Regions from separate parts of the Sus scrofa genome. Here region 1 is linked to region 2. Evidence: chromatin contacts called from public Hi-C data. All regions are on one chromosome and are shown on one strand. The core of a region is the stretch at or near the end of the contact, and the rest is flanking DNA. Distances in the headings are between cores, read along the strand shown.

Region 1 (4,703 bases), core at 841-3,340, 260 kb after region 2:
CACCCCCCAAGAAATCAACAACTGGCATCCATTAACCACCAGGATCATAGAGTCAGGGCACAAAATCAATGAGGAGAGGCTAAAGCTTCTCATGTCAGAGCCTGGAGTGGAGGCAGTGACTTTGAGGAAAGAAGCAAAATGCTGAGATGCTTTCATTTCCACCATCGGAGTTTGCCCCCTCCCCTGCCCCACATCCTGCCAGCTGGCAGCTTCCTGGTGGATGGGGGCCTCCCATCTGGGACCCTCTGCCAGCACCTGGTGATTTTCCAGTGGTGCTGGCTAACAAGCAGAGACCTGAAAGCTTCTGGCATGACCTTCAGCCCAGCCCCTCCCCAGCCTCCCCTCCTCCCAACCTCAGATGATGAAAGATAAGCGGGCCCAGTAGACCAGCTTGCTGAAAAGGAACAAGCTCGGAGGGAAATAAGGGGTGAGCAAACGAGGAAATGCACCACTGAATTTCCCCAAACCACATGGACCTTAAAACTTGTCAGACCGGTTTAAAATTAGCCAATACCCAGGAGAATTTATTAAATGCAACTGTTATGATTCATTTAGATTCACTGCGGTTCTGAAACAAGAAATGACAGTGACACAACTGTATTTATTCCCCCACACGGGTCACAATCCCCCCACAGCTCCTGAGTAAAAGATGGGATAAAGGCGTGAAAGCAAAGACAGAAAGAGCGGCATGTGTAGCCACTGCCAGAAAAGGAGAGCTGAGAAGAGTTGAAGGCTCAGGTTAAGATGATGCAGGGTTTGCTGGAGCTTCCTGGTTTGAGGAAACATTTTCTAGAAAGGAGACTGATTCACGTATGTCTGCAAAGTGCTTTCTCATGCTGGTCCTATTTGGTTTTGCAACCTACAACATTCTGGATGATTCTGTTGTCTGTGATTGACGATGAGGCCCAGCCCCAGGGTCTTCCCCCCTTCTCCCTGGTCAGCCAACCTCAGAAACGTCCATGCCACCTCGCCCGGTCCCTCCCTTCTCTCACATTTAATGAGCCTCCAATTGGAATCAGGTGTATGGATGACCTGGGGAATTCTTTGCCTCGTTGAGGCAAATGTAAATGAAGATACAGGATCTGTAACAGGCATAACCCAAATACAAAAATCCTGCTGTCAAAAACAATCACTTTTCTCACCCGATTCCCAAAGAGTTCAACCACCTGCTTCCCTCTGCCTTCTGGTTCATCAGGACGAGGCCCAGAATTCTCCAGAACTCCTCGGGGGCACCAGAGGAGGAGTTTCTACAGACGAAGTTCAAGTCTCCCAACCCTCCTCTCCCGGAGGCAGTGCCTCCCTCCTTTCAGGAAGCGATCCCTTTTCCATTTGACTTTCCATAAAGAAGCTGGCGTTTTATTTTTCCTTGGCTTCCAATCTCTGCTTTGGACAGTGCCGTAAAATTCCTCAGTGATTTATGGCCTGTTTTTCCTTTAAAGTGGAAAAGCACTAATCCCTCACAGACAGGGGAGAACAGCGTTTCAAATGTGAGGTAATCTAGAAATCCGTCCATTCAGCATAGATGAGTTGGGGCCTGACACATTGCTGAAGGTTTATGTGGAGACCCTAGCCCTTGACGTGGGCTCAGTAATACCCTGGTCGCAAGTCAGTACCTGGTTTGAAAGATTCTTCTTGGCCAAAAAGCTCATTGTCACCTGTCCCTGACATCTGAAAATTCCAGAGGTAGAGATGCCGCCCTCTGGGTGAAGGATTGCTTCCTCTCCAGCCTGTATAACTCATTATGTATCTATACCCCAGTGTAGATGAGTTTATCAGCAAAGAGGAACCCAGGAACCCTGACTGGGCCCCAGGCTAGGAGAGGCCCTCAAGGACACCAGAACTTGAAATCAATCCTTGCCTCCCTCACATTTTTTTTTTACTGTCAGTCAGCCCACACAATCACATGCAGATCTTTGCATGTAGCTTTTTCCCAAACACAAGGAAATGAAATATTAAAATGTGCCTCCACAATAGAGTCGATTGGTAGCAATAACCCAGAAACAAATGATTTCTAAAGCAAAGGAGCAAGAATATTAACTGTACTTGGATGATATTCAGCCTGACCTGATTCAGAAAAGAGAAGAAACCATGGGCCTCTGACCTCAGCCCGTGTAATTCTATATGAACCATCTCGGGAATCATAACATTAGCTTGGGACTGCTTTATAAATGTCACTGGCTAAAGACAAAACAAGAGGAGCTACTAAAATATCATTTAGAAAATCCTGCTAATGAGAGCCCTGTTTGCACTCCGCTTTTTCATATAAAAACTATTGTTCAACCTCAGCTTCTCTCCCAACTTTGAGGTCAGATACCTTCAAATAATACTTGGATCCAATTTTTAAAAACCAAGGTTTAATGGTTCATCGTTAAGCTTAACGATAAAAAGATTAACAAAAACCAATAATGATCCCTTACTGCTCCTCGCAGTAGTCTCCCTTGGTCAACGGCCCCAAATAGGAAGTATTTCCTTTAAATAATAGGGGCCAGATTCTCTGACAGTACTTCCTAAAAGAGTTCAAGAGATGAGAGCTGTCCCCAAAACAATGTTGCATTTTGTTTGGGAACACTATTCACTCAATGGACAATGGAAATCAGTATATTAAAGGTTCTGAGAAGTTCTGCAACAAATGTTTAGCTTCATTTAATCCATTGTTTGCCAAATATACCTGATTATGGCATACTTTTTTTTTTTTTTTGAGTATATATGATCTACTAACTTATTTTACTCTGCGGAATACATTTTGGGAAACCCTACTCCAACTTGAAAGGAAGGATCTTGTCAGTACAGTAGGGTGAATTATGAAGTAAATGCATCCTGACCTGCTAGAGAATTCTGGAAGTGAGGGGAACAAAAAGAGGACTCATCTTTTTAAAATAACCCCTCATCATGGTTTTTACCATCTTCTTGACATGTAAAGCCCAACCCCCAGGAGACAGGCAAAAGTTATCTCACTAAATAGAGAAGTGTCAACTTTTGTCAGCCCCAAGTGTGGTCTGATCATCTGCCCCAACCTCAGTTAAGTAGCTGAAGAGCAAATTGAAAATATAACTAAATAAATCAGGCTCCCTTATGAAAAGTTCTAGACACATGGTAATGGCATTAGCTTATGACCAATAAACCAGACGATGGATAATGACGGATGATGGAAGCCTGGTAGATGGATGATGCTTGGATCCAATGTGGCAGAGCTATACAAGCACATTAAGAGGAATCAGGAAACCTGTTTTCTCATATTTTCCCAAAGAGTTTTTACTTTGATCAAGTCGTTGAAGTTCGGAGCTCTTATAGTTTTCCATCAGTACATGAAGATTAAGTGAGTATCTGTTATTTTTTTAATTAAAAAAAAATTTTTGCTTGTCTTTTGTCTTTTCAGGGCTGCACCTGAGGCATATGGAAGTTCCCAGGCCAGAGGTCTAATCGGAGCTGTAGCTGCCAACCTACACCACAGCTCATGGCAACACAGGATCCTTAACCCACTGAGCAAGGCCAGGGATCGAACCTGCAACCTCATGGTTCCTAGTCCGATTCGTTAATCACTGAGCCACAATGGGAACTCCCCTGAATATCTGTTATTAAATAGCACTTTTTACATTCTTTCAGCTAGAGAGAAAATGTTGATTCATTTGAATGCCTTTTGAATAGAGCTTAAATGTACAAATATACAATGTTACTAAATGTAAAATGGTATTGATAGCAATACCTTCCCGACCAGGCCTTGGGCACCCTGGGTCATTGTGTTTGGAAGAGGACATACTTGTGCATATGCAGTAAATAGCCTTGTCCTAAAAACCAAGAGAGCCAGGTGCTCATTCAGCCACCCCAGCCTCCAATTCATCAATGAACTTTCTGAGTCTTGTCCTCAAACGTCAAATGAAGAGGGAGAACATGGATAAACAACAAGATCCTACCATACAGCACAGGGCCCTACATTCAAAATCCTGTGATAAACCCTCATGGAAAAGAATATTTAAAAAAAGATATATATATATATATATATATGCATAACTGAATCACTTTGCTGTAGAGCAAATATCAACACATTGTAAATTAACTATATTTCAATAAATTTAAAATGTGTTTGAAAAGAGGGAGAATATGTACTTATCACCATACTGGTTGGGTGGGAGAATCAAGAGAAAAAGCACAGATTTTTGAATAAATGTATTAACCTTGTGTAGTGCCATGAGAGGTGCGGTCAAAACACATTATTTTCCGAAGACCCCACATTCCTGATCCAATGCAAAACTGTCCTGTGCTGGCTGAAGTAGCTAGGGCTGGAGAAACCCACCATATATCACAGGGCACAAACTGAGCTCTCTAACCTTGAACTTTAGACAGTTCAACCCATGAACCCTGATGCACCACTATCTGATACTAAATGCCATCTGCAGGGGTGTCAGGAGATGGGGGCTCTTGGAGAACATAAGGTATTTCAGTTCATCAGGTCCCTTGTGCATCCTACCTCTGTGGACTGGTTCACTGAAGAACAGATGAGCAGGTTTTTCAGAACTGGGTGGGTCCCACTCATTCTTCAGAAGCTACTGACTTTATGGAATTTTGGAGGTGAGAAAATTGGAAGCTGGAGTTCCCGTCATGGTTCAGCGGAAACTAATCTGACTAGGACCCATGAGGGCAGAGGTTCAATCTCTGGCCTCATTCAGTGGGTTAAGGATCTGGAGTTGCCATGAGCGGTGGTGTAG
Region 2 (4,908 bases), core at 1,218-3,717:
TGTTATGCCCCCAAGAAGAAGCAACACATTCAGAAAAGCAATTAGGCCTGGTTTCTAAGAGTCTGCTTTAACTACTTGGAAAGATGGACCCCCCTCAGAACTACCAGCCAACAGCAGCAGCTTCGTGCCTGGACCGCCTGTTTCCATCAGTGTAGAAGAAGCAACCTCTCTAGCAACAGGAGTCTTTCATCCCAAAGAATTACCTCCTTATAATCGGTGACCGTTATCACCTTCTTGGCCAGAGCCAGCCAGGAAAGGCTGTCATGTCATCATAAAACCCCAGGGCTCAAGTAAACCTGAAAGGTTGTCAGGTCCATAACATCCATCATTTGGAGGAGTTCTCTGAGCTCCTCCAGTGCTTGTTTCAACTGCCCAATGACCAGGGGGTTACTCACTTCTGAGTAAGTGACTTTAGCTCCCCTGGTCCTTGGCCCCTCACTAGGCAAAACTGTGCCGGCTGACTCTGCCCTTCCCCTTCCCTTTTAAAACTCAATCATCCTTCCTTCCAGGCCCAGCAGAAGTCCTGCTTAGTCCTTCTATGACACCCTTTGATCCCTGCCACGGACCACCTTCCCTCCTTCCTCTTAACTGCGGCTCCGTCTAAACACCTGGCAGTGCCTCGTGTGACACAGTCCACACTATCTCCCAATCCAGGGACCAATTGCCCTAAGGCTGGAGACTATGTCTTTGCCTCACGAGTGCCCTCTTGTCACCTAATCTGTCAAAGACCACTCGGATGGTGCTGAGTGCGCAGAAGTTGCCTCAGCCACTAAGCTTCCGCTAAGCATGCAAGATGCCGACTTCCTGAGGCTCGGGTCTGATGCCAGCCCTCGGAGTGGGTTAAGTCGGACAGCAAGTGGACACTAGTGCTTCTCCAAGGGATTAACTGTGCTACGGCTTTCCCAGGGGAACAGGTGTTTGTTAAATTTTTACTTGCTGTAGGCTATTAAGCAAAAGGCACATTGTGTCCGAGATCACGTGGTGTGTATTTGGGTGTGAGAGTTGGGGGGAGCGTGGGAGTGTTCGTGTTTGTGAATGAATAAAAGTGGGAGTGAGGGTGTGAGTGAAGGGAGGGGCGATGCGCAAGTGATGTGTGTGTTAATATAAGCATGTGAGTGTGAGCATCAGCATGAGTGTGCACATGCTGCTGTGTGTGCAGCCTGTGTGTGCATAGCCCTGAACACACGTAATCACCTTCACTCTGGCTCTGATTAACAAGCTCTCTGCAGGAGTTCCTGTTATGGCTCAGTGGTAACAAACCTGACTAGTATCCATAAGGACACAGGTTTGACCCCTGGCCTCGTCCAGTGGGTTAAGGATCTGGTGTTGCTGTGAGCTGTGGTGTAGGTCCCAGACATGGCTTGGATCCCGCGTTGCTGTGGCTGTGGTATAGGTCGGCAGCCGTAGCTCCGATTCAACCCCTAGCCTGGGAATTTCCATACGCTGCAGGTGCAGCCCTAAAAAAAAAACCAAAAAACAAAAAAAGGCACTCTGCTTCTTCCATTCCTTGGACCTGGTTGGACTAAGCCAAAGGTCTTCAAATATTTTGGGCTGCAAATATCAGTAAAAACTTTTTGATAGATGGGTTTACTTTCTTATAAACATAGAGAATTGGCAATTCATATAACGAATATTAAAATGGCATGATGGAAGATACTGTGAGAAAAAGAATGTATATATATTCTGGGTCACTTCGCTGCACAGTAGAAATTGACAGAACACTGTAAACCAAATATAATGGAAAAAATAAATATTCAAAAGTTAAAAGTTGAAATTATTTTCTTGTCCTTAGGTAAGAGAGTAGATACGAATGGAAAGCCTATTGTTTGTTTCCCATTTCTCGGTGGCTCACCCAGCCTGGCCCAAGCGGTAGGCAAACACGACTTTGGAGGCCACGCCTCTCAACCCTAATGGCCCTTGATCCAGCTTCTCACCCCTTTCACAGACATGCAGGCTCAAGTGGCAGGGGTTGGGCTGGAAATGGGGTCTGTGCTTGTCTTCAAATGAGGACGGCCTCCAATCTGCAGTGCAGATGGCAGTTTCTAGGAGCCACTAAGTGAGGGATAGAAGGCAGCGGCCAGAGATGAGTTCTAAACATGAGTTCAGCTAAGCCAGGAGACTCTGGGGTTACACGGGGGCGAGGGGGGGTGTGTGCACGTGTTCCCTGAATGTACTTGCCAGCCGTTCACTGGCAGCCCAGCCTGGTGAGGGGATGGGTTACACCCACATCTCGGCAACAACAGCAGGTCCCCGCAATGATCTACGGCAAGCAGGACTCAAAAGTACACTAACTAACAGCCACTGGAGTCACTTAAGTAAAACACTTTTGTTTTTTGTCCTTGCATTTTCTCTTAATGACACAGGGTTGGAAATGTCTCCTTGAAAGCCTTTTGTAATCTACTGAAAGAGAGCGCTCTGATTCTACTCTCCAGGATTGTGGGCTATAAAATGATGACAGAGCTGTGGAAAGGTCAACTCCCAGGCATGACCACCTGACAGTAAGGCTGCTTATCGGGGAGTGTAAATAGTGACCCCGAGGAAGGCGACGCTGCTGGCTTTACACAAGCCTGTCTCCTGTCTGTCACTACTGGACCACTACCAAGATAAACTCGTCAGAGGTTTAATAATATTTTACATTTCTATCCAATTTCTCTTTCTCTAGATGCACCAACCTCCACTATGCCACTAAGGACTCACAGTGACCACAGGGAGCAGGTGCAGGGGAGTATGGTGCCGAGTGGTCTGTTTTTGTTTTTTACATATTTTCCAGGAGAAAAAATAACTTGGAAAGTGGCAGTCCTGCACCTCCTCCACCCTGGCGGGGTGCTCTGGGTTGGATCTCACTGGGGTTGGACGGGGTTGGAGCCAGTGGGGAATTAGCCTACTGCGCTGGATTCCTGAGTGCTGACTCGGCCACAGGACTCCGTGCGGGCAGAGAGCTCCAAGCCGCCTCTCCTGACTGGGAAGGAGCACCAGCCTCTGCCCTGGCTGTTCACAGTGTCGTCTATCGTGAAGGGGGCCAAGGTCCTTGAGATTGTACATGAGCGAGCAAGAAAACTGGTACTGTGTATATCTGCAAATACACACTTAGTTTAAGCAGATTTGTGCCTTTTTGCCTTTGTTCTGAAAGTTGCTGAGTAAGGCATGATACAGTGAATTCATGGTCAAATAATCAGGAAAAGGCAAAGTTTAGGCCAAAGAGAAGAGGTCCACAGAAAAGAATGAAGACGAGAGGCCAGAAAAGGTTTGCTCACTGAACAAAGAGTTTCTGGAAGGGCTGATGGGGCTGAGAAGGGTGGGATGTTAAAAGGGACCCAGAGGTCAAGTATAAAAACAATGCAGGAAATTCAGGACAGGGATAGGGTAGGAGGGAGAACGTGGGTTCACCCAACAGGGTCCTGAATTTTGCCTGTTTTCTCAGCGTCATCATGAATAGCATCACCTCTTACTCTCGGTTGTGTCCTTTCTTGGAAAATAAAATACTCATCCTGGTTCTCAAAAACCCACAAGATGCACTGAGTTGCCAGCCAACACCCCCTTCATCCAAGACATCCACACTGGCTTCTACAAATGTACAACCTCCACGTGGCTGAAAACTGGCAGCTACCATCAGAATAATGATGGACAACTAAGAGGAATTTTCCTAAAATCAAACCACCTAAAGGGGGAGGCCATCAGATTTTTAGCCCCTACCCCATAACGCCGTGGCTTAGGTCACCCCCAGGCAGAGAGAGATAGGAGGTCACAGGGTATTCTGCAGATGACCTTGGGGGTAGGTCAAGGAATACACCTGTGATAGGCCACCACCACCATCTATTAACCACCCCCCAAGGTGTATTTTTATTGAAGTACCATTACAAAGCTACACACAATGGCATTTTTTTTGCTTTTTAGGGCCACATCCACAACATATGGAAGTTCCCAGGCAAGGGGTCGAATTGGAGCTACAGCAGCCAGCCTACACCACAGCTGCAGCAACATGGGGTCCAAGCTGCATCTGCGTTCTACACCACAGCTCAGGACAATGTCAGATGGTTAACCCACTGAGCAAGGCCAGGGATCAAACTGGCAACCTCATGGTCACTAGTCGGATTTGCTTCCGCTGCACCACAAAAGGAACGCCCAACAATGGGAAAATTTTTAAAGAAGCAGGTTTTTAAAAATTGACAGAATTTGAATCTCTTCTTCCCAAAAGGGATTACGCTCTTCATCCCTCAGGGAGCACATCTCCTTTCTCAAGATCACTACCTAAAGGATCCATACGGGAAGGTCTAAGCATCTGCAGAATTCAAAATACAAGTGGTAGATGCCTTATATCCACACCAGGCCCTGGTCTCCATGCTGAAGATTTAACAACTCAGCCCCAGCAGGTGTTCAGCAAACACCTGCTGATGGAGCGTAGCCTGAGAGTGTAAAAGGGACAGGCAGAGCTATAGCTTTTGTCCCTGTCCCTTTCAATAAAAACATCCACAGTAAGAGGCTGTGGGTTGGCAGAAGTCTCCCAGAACTGGGAGGGGCCGTTCCTGACACCTACAGAAAACCTATGGACTCCAAAAATCATACCTTGAAATTCGGGTTGAACAAGACCTTATTAGAAGGTTTAACTGGTAATAGCAATACAAATGAAATTTAAAAGTCATAGCAATAGTACACCCGAAACTAACACAACACTGTTAATCAACTGTGCTTCAATTTTTATTTTTTATACTTCAATTTTTAAAATCTTTTAAAAGCTCACCTTAATACTCTAACAGTTGTGATTATAATAAACGCATATAATTTTCCATAAGCATCAACATATTCATTAAATTAACGATTCCAATTTAAATGGAGAACAGGAGGCGTTCCTGTCGTGGCTCAGTGGTTAACGAATCTGACTAGGAACCATGAGGTTGCGGGTTTGATCCC

The links. Hi-C and Micro-C count contacts between places; a contact is called where the count stands out from the background.
Region 1: a Hi-C map of skeletal muscle shows a contact between it and region 2, with 4 times the contacts expected there. The contact joins two enhancer-like sites. A contact is called at or near these places in 1 of 47 Hi-C or Micro-C datasets (skeletal muscle) and 1 of 2 datasets of contacts at active chromatin or transcription factors (alveolar macrophages).

The regions. Positions count from the first base shown.
Region 1 is chr3:94,837,666-94,842,368 of Sscrofa11.1, forward strand. All of the region lies in intron 2 of PRKCE (protein kinase C epsilon type), which reads right to left. Among named protein-coding and RNA genes, the nearest start is that of PRKCE, 25 kb to the right of the region's middle. Within about 2 kb of position 2,091, at least 16 of the 83 cell types and tissues checked have an H3K27ac peak or open chromatin away from gene starts, as enhancers often do. A contact at or near this core is called in skeletal muscle, where this site is marked.
Region 2 is chr3:94,572,849-94,577,756 of Sscrofa11.1, forward strand. All of the region lies in intron 3 of PRKCE (protein kinase C epsilon type), which reads right to left. Among named protein-coding and RNA genes, the nearest start is that of PRKCE, 290 kb to the right of the region's middle. Within about 2 kb of position 2,468, at least 36 of the 83 cell types and tissues checked have an H3K27ac peak or open chromatin away from gene starts, as enhancers often do. A contact at or near this core is called in skeletal muscle, where this site is marked.